Regions from separate parts of the Gossypium hirsutum genome. Here region 2 is linked to region 1. Evidence: chromatin contacts called from public Hi-C data. All regions are on one chromosome and are shown on one strand. Each heading gives the region's core, a stretch centred on a gene start, on an enhancer-like site or on the middle of the called end of the contact. The rest is flanking DNA. Distances are from core to core; before and after follow the strand shown.

Region 1 (3,116 bases), core at 421-2,920:
GATATGAGGTTCAGTTTAATCTTGGTTAGCTCATGAAATCCCATATTCCTGTCTATAATTATTAACTAGCATTTAATCTCTTCACTTTAGATTCTGTTTATTGGTAGCTCTGATTTTCTTTTGGTGCCATGTTTTGGAGGGCAATACAGGTTGGTGAGATTTGTCTGCCTAGAAATTTAGTATGTCAAATAAGTGATGATATTTTTTTCTTTTATCTCCTTGATTCGTAAAAAGTTTGAATAAGGATATGGTTCAACAGAATTACCTCTCATCTTGCTTATTTCTCATTTTAGTTCAAATTATCATTGGTTTCATCATAAATGCTGTTTTTGGCATATGCTTTTATTTTTAACCAAGAGGTTTCCTAGCATTCTAGCAACCTGTTTTCTTTGGTTTAACATGGTTAAGCACGATTTTGAGGCTTACTTTCTACTTTCGATTTTCCCCCTCGAAATTGGTGAATGAAATTCCTTCTCATCTAACTTATTATTTTGTTTAATGGATAGACTGTCAGGCCATCACCTCTTTCTGGTGGTTTCAATCAGCAAGGCTATCGACCTCGGGGAAACAGTGGTCCACCTCAGTGGGGTCCCCGGGGGCATCCTCCTCAGACATCATATGATTATCAGCAACGAGGACCATATCCATCTCACAACTCTCATTATCAACCTCCGTATGGTGGGTACCCTTCTCACCAAATGGCTCCAAGGAGCAACTTTGGTTCTAGTTGGGAGCAGAGGCCTCATAGCATGCAGGGACCTCCTCAGAGTGGAGGTTATGATTACTACAGCAGGCAAGGGGGGGTCTCTAACCAACATTTGACTTCAATTCCTGGTCATGGACCGGGTCCCTCACCTGCTCCAGCTATGGGGCTGCCTCCATCTCAGTCGAGTTATAATTATGGACAGCCTCGTGGTCCAGCAGATTATGCGCATCCACCACCCTATTCGCAAGCTGCTCCCCAGCATGGCTACGGACATGGATATGAAGAGAAGTATGAAAATCATACCCCAGTTCAGCATCCTTATGGAGGGCATGGATCTGCTCAGCCAGGATATGCACAGCCAGGTCCTCAACCTGGGTATGCCCCTCAGCAGCAATATGGCAAGCCACCATCTTATGGCATGCAGTCACAAGGACCCCAAACATATGGACCTCCAGCCAATCAACCTGGAGAAGTACCATATCAAGGTCCAACTGCTCAGTCATATGGTTCAAATGTGCCTCCACAGCAGCAGTATGCATATGCATCAAGTGGGCCAACGCAACAAAGCTATCCTCCATATGGCTCTGCACCACCTAGTGATGGGTACAGTCAGCCTTCAGCTGTGGGTGGCCAGGCTTATCCGCAGCAAGGTAGCCAGCCTGTTCCTGGTTACAGTCAACCAACTGCATATGCACAAGCAAGTAGCGCTGCTGGGTATGGTCAATACCCACCATCGCAACAAGGCTACTCTGAACAGACACAGGCTCCTAACAATGCAGGTTATGGGTATCAAGGGGCGCAGGATTCTGGTTATGGTGGTGCGCCTGCAGCAACATATGGTGCGCCCCCAGCCAGTGGCCAAGCAACTTATGCTCAAACAACAGCAGCTCAGCCTACCTATGATCAGCCTGTTCCTCAATCTGGTAGTTATGCTGCAGCGCCAGGTAGTGCACCTGCTGGGTATGGAAAAACAGTATCCCCCCAACCTGGATATCCGCAGTATGATTCCACCCAGATGTATGCTGCACCGCGTTGACATGGCTGTCTTCCTGTATGTCTTGTGTTGGTTAATGTAGTCAGGACCGTACCCGACATTCTGTAGGTAGTGTTTCTTTATTTTGTTTTTGAGGCCTTCTAGCTATTGTTTACTTTTGGCGCTACTGCAACTAGTTTCTCTTTTCTTTTCTAGTTTTGTTCGACAAAGATTGCCAACCAAATGCTACCTAACTTTGTTACTAACGATGTTGGTTCCTTCATGTTTGTTTTATTAAAATTTAATATATGTTATTCTACTATTGAAACGTTTACAGTCGTTTGAATTATTTATATATTTACGTTTCGGTTATTTCATGCTTGCACCACAACGGACGTCAATTTACCCCATAATTGCAAATATCAAAATATCAAATCACCCCATGAGGGTTGACCTGTTGGACGTATATCTAATGTTTTAAGAAAGATACTAAAAATTTTATAATTTAAACCAAAATACATATACCTATTTTAGTTTAATTTTACGGTTAAATTATTAAAATAATTATTTTTATTTACCTCAAATTACATTTTAATTATTTATGTTTAAAATATTATATTTTAGTCATTTGCGTTATTGTTTTGTAACATTTTAATATTGAGCCGTTAATTACCATTAACAGTGCAACAATATTCCCATTTTTTTTATTTTGAACAATTTAACTTTTTTTTCCTTTTAACTTCTTTATTTTTCATTTTCTCTATTTGTTTTCCTCCTTTCTCTTCTTTTTTAACATAATTTTTTTTATTTTCTATTTGTTAAAACTTATCTCTATACTTTTTTTTGAATAATTTAATATTTTTTCTTTATTTTTCTGTTCTTCCCCTTTAGTTTTAACTAATAAAAAACATAGAAAAAGCACATTAAAAAAGATGAAAAAATGGAGGAAGTTAGAGGAAGAAGCAAAATAAAAAAAGAAAAGAAAAATTCAAACATAAAAGAAATAAAACTAAATTACTCAATAAAAAGAATGAGGATCAATTATATAGTTTTAACTTAAAATTTTTGTTCGAAATGATTTAACCTACCACATCAGTTTACAGTTACACCATTAATGACTCATTGATTAAAATATTACAACACGTTAACACAAGTGACTAAAACATAACATTTCAAATATAAATGATTAAATGTAATCTGTGATAAATAAAAGCGATTAGTCTTTTATCTACTATTGATGTTATAACAAATCAAACACTGAATCTAGTAAAGATATAACCGGACATCGAAAATTTGTACGTTGATCAAAAGTACTGGGCGTTAAGATGGTACGCAGATGTTGATGCCAATGCCAGAATTTCACACAAGCAGCCCAATATCTATTCCTTAGTTTACCCTATATAACACAAACTCTGATGCTCTCTTTTGACAGCCATT
Region 2 (3,116 bases), core at 413-2,912, 90 kb after region 1:
ATGAGAATAACCAAGTGTTATATACCATCTAATATTTTAATTTGAATAAAACTCCTAGTAGGACAATCAATTAGAATAAATAATAGATTAATTGATTCCAAAAATGAAAATTCTTCTAGATGGTCATATAATAGAGGTGGATGCTCTAGAAGAGACCCAAGACATAACTAATAAGTAAAACTTTAGAAGAGATTCAGGTACCTGAAATTGAATTTTAAAATAATAAAAATAAGATATCTAGATAAGTTATGTCAATTCGAGAAAATGTGGAACTGAATAATAAAAGTGGTCGACAATGATTTTACATGCAATATTATTATTGAAATACTGAGATAAAAAGAGGATCTTAAATAAATCTATTGAGAAATATAGATATGAAATAAATTGATCAAAATAGAAAGATACAACTCAAGTACAATTAAATTCCTAGAGTTTTTGGACTAGTAGTCCAAATATCTAAAGGTATAAAGCTAGTGAGGGTTCAATTGAAGTAGTTCTGCAAAAGCAGAATAAAAATATAAAGTTTTTCGCTAAGTCCTGACGTTGATTATGAAAAGACATAATATTCTTTTGTGGTGGATGCAATAACCTTTGGATATATTATTAAATTGACAATTCATAAAAGATTTAATTTGCATCTAATGATTATTGTTACAACCTTTTATGAATCACTATATAGTAAAGTTTATATTAAAATCCATGAAGGATTTAGGATGCTAGAAGCATATTGAAATTATCGAGAAATTGTTCATTTATATGAATTAAAATAATTTGAATATATGTGGTAAATTTGACTTAGTGAATAGTAGTTGAAGAGGATTATAAAATGATCCAAAATACCTATTTGTGTTTTTATAAAAGAATCATGATTAAAGTTTGTTATGATTATTGTTGAATCTCCTGAAGAGACCAAAATATATTTTTCCAAATTTCCCTCACTCATGATTTTTAAAAGAATGGTGATATAAATACTTAGCAATACATTTAAATAGTCATTTGAAAAACTAGTATTCAAGATTGAATACGTAAAATATGAGAAAGTATGTGATGCTTTCATGAAGGGGAGTAAATACGCGTTGTACTTTTTTTCCCTTAATCGAGGTTTTGTCCAATTGGGTTTTCTTGGTAAGGTTTTTAATGAAGCAACATATTATGCATATTATAGATCGTGTACTCTTTTTCCTTCATTAGGTTTTTATCTCACAGGATTTTTCTTAATAAGGTTTTAACGAGGGACATTTTCTACCAATGGACATCCAAGGGGGAGTGTTATGAATATCTTATTAAGTGGATGTCAATCATGATTAAGATAAAGTTTTAATGTACTTTAAATTCTAATAGTTATTAGAATTGGATCTCTACTTCTTTTATACTTCTTATGCCTATAAATAGATATTCTGATAAAGCATTATAATCATCCCAAATGATCAATAAAGTACATTATCTATTAATTCCATTTTTTTTGTTCTTTATTCACTCCATCTCTCTTTATTTTATAACAAATTAAAGTATTTTTTAGTGAGTGATTTTTTATTAAGGGGTGGTTGTTTTTAGCTTTAATTATTTATTAAAATTTAAATATATTAAATACCCTTAATTTTATTTTTTTATAATAATTTTGAATTATCCTTTTTTTAATAAGGAAGGACGGCATGAGGCAAGAACAATTATCAACACAAAGCACTTAGGAGCATGCTGGCGCAGAAACTCCAGCAACCTTCTCTTGCTCAATAGTGGAAATTCTGCGAAAACTTGCAGCATACCCGGATTCTGGGATCTCATTTTCGCAACCAAATCAGCATTAGACGTGGTTTATGGTCATATTCCAGCATCTATTTTGGAGCAGTTTGATCCTCCCTACCGGAGCATCATTTGTTTGTTTGTTTTTTAATTAATCTTTCCCAAGTGAATAGATTTTCCACTTACTTATATATAAAAAATAAAAGCGGCCAAGGGAAAGGGCCAAATCACATCAGAACAAATAAAATTGTCAATAATCAACCAACCTTTTCTCTTTTTACTTTTCCTCGCTTATTATTATTTTTTTGCCTTTCTTTCTCTTTCCCGTGCTCCTCTTGGTTTTGGTAGTTTCTGAAATGTTCAAACAAAAACAAATTCAACCAAAACCAAAATGAATTGAAACGCAGGTCAAGCCAACCCAAATTCCTATACATCTATCTGATTCCGATTATTCATCATCAACTTCATACAAATACGAAGAAACGCTGTTTTTCCAGGTTAGACATGTATCTTCTCACCAACATCTTCCTTCCTTCCTTTATTTATTTTGTCTTCCGCACTGTGAGTTCTACTTACTTTCATTCCCAATATTCAAAGTAAAAAGAAAAAAGATGATACATAAATGGATTCTTTGTTCTACTTTTAAGCTTAATTATATATGTATGATTTAAATATTGAAGAATGGCTCTGACGAATGCTGTGAGTCTCTAAAAAACCTTGCTCTTAACAATTGCAAATAGGGAAGGTTGGTTTTTATGAACAAACAATCATTTATGAAGCAGTTTTTTTTTTGTATTCTTTAACATCTTTTTAATTTTTTCAACTTATATAAATTGAAGTTTTAAATTTATAGCTAAATAATTTTTAAATTTTTAAATAAATCAACATCATAGTTTAAATATGGATTAAAGTATAAAAGTTTATTTAAACATAAAAATTTAAAAGAAAAATTTGTTTGAATAAAATGGTAAGATTTAACTCCCTTCTAAAATAAGTTAGCTTAATAAATAAACACAATTTTTTCTGGGTTTCTGGAAACTGCATTTTAATACTTATATTTTTTTGGTACAATCTTATTGTGTGATTTCACTTTTACAACATCTAAATTCAGATATTAAAATAAATTAAGTAGCAAAATTTAGGTATCAAAAGTGCATAGTAAAAAATATAAGAAATAATTTAATTATCAAGTTATATAGGTTAAAAATTACATTAACCCATTTTAATTTATATAAAAGACTTTACAAGTAATTTAATATATTTCAATAATTAATTATAATTATAAAATAAATATTTTTTATTGAACAATCCTCAACCTATCAGTTGACTTTTAGGGTTTTGTTCTTGGTATAAGACTAGAGACAGTAGATGGCTAC

What was found. A called contact is a pair of places that touch in the nucleus more often than the background predicts.
Region 2: a contact with region 1 is called in a Hi-C map of leaf, with 1.8 times the contacts expected there. The contact joins the promoter of LOC107920633 here to the enhancer-like site in region 1. A contact is called at or near these places in 4 of 34 Hi-C or Micro-C datasets (all in leaf).

Annotation. Positions count from the first base shown.
Region 1 is chrD13:40,941,356-40,944,471 of Gossypium_hirsutum_v2.1, forward strand. LOC107919846 (far upstream element-binding protein 2) reads left to right here. Exons shown (of 7, transcript XM_016849237.2): 7 at 507-2,013. The coding sequence ends at 1,742. It overlaps LOC107920319 (tubulin-folding cofactor E), which reads right to left. Exons shown (of 17, transcript XM_016849976.2): 17 at 2,834-3,116. Among protein-coding and RNA genes, the nearest start is that of LOC107919846, 5.7 kb to the left of the region's middle. Within about 2 kb of position 1,671, at least 5 of the 9 cell types and tissues checked have an H3K27ac peak or open chromatin away from gene starts, as enhancers often do. A contact at or near this core is called in leaf, where this site is marked.
Region 2 is chrD13:41,031,347-41,034,462 of Gossypium_hirsutum_v2.1, forward strand. It overlaps LOC107920633 (non-lysosomal glucosylceramidase), which reads left to right and starts at 1,663. Exons shown (of 20, transcript XM_016850441.2): 1 at 1,663-2,237.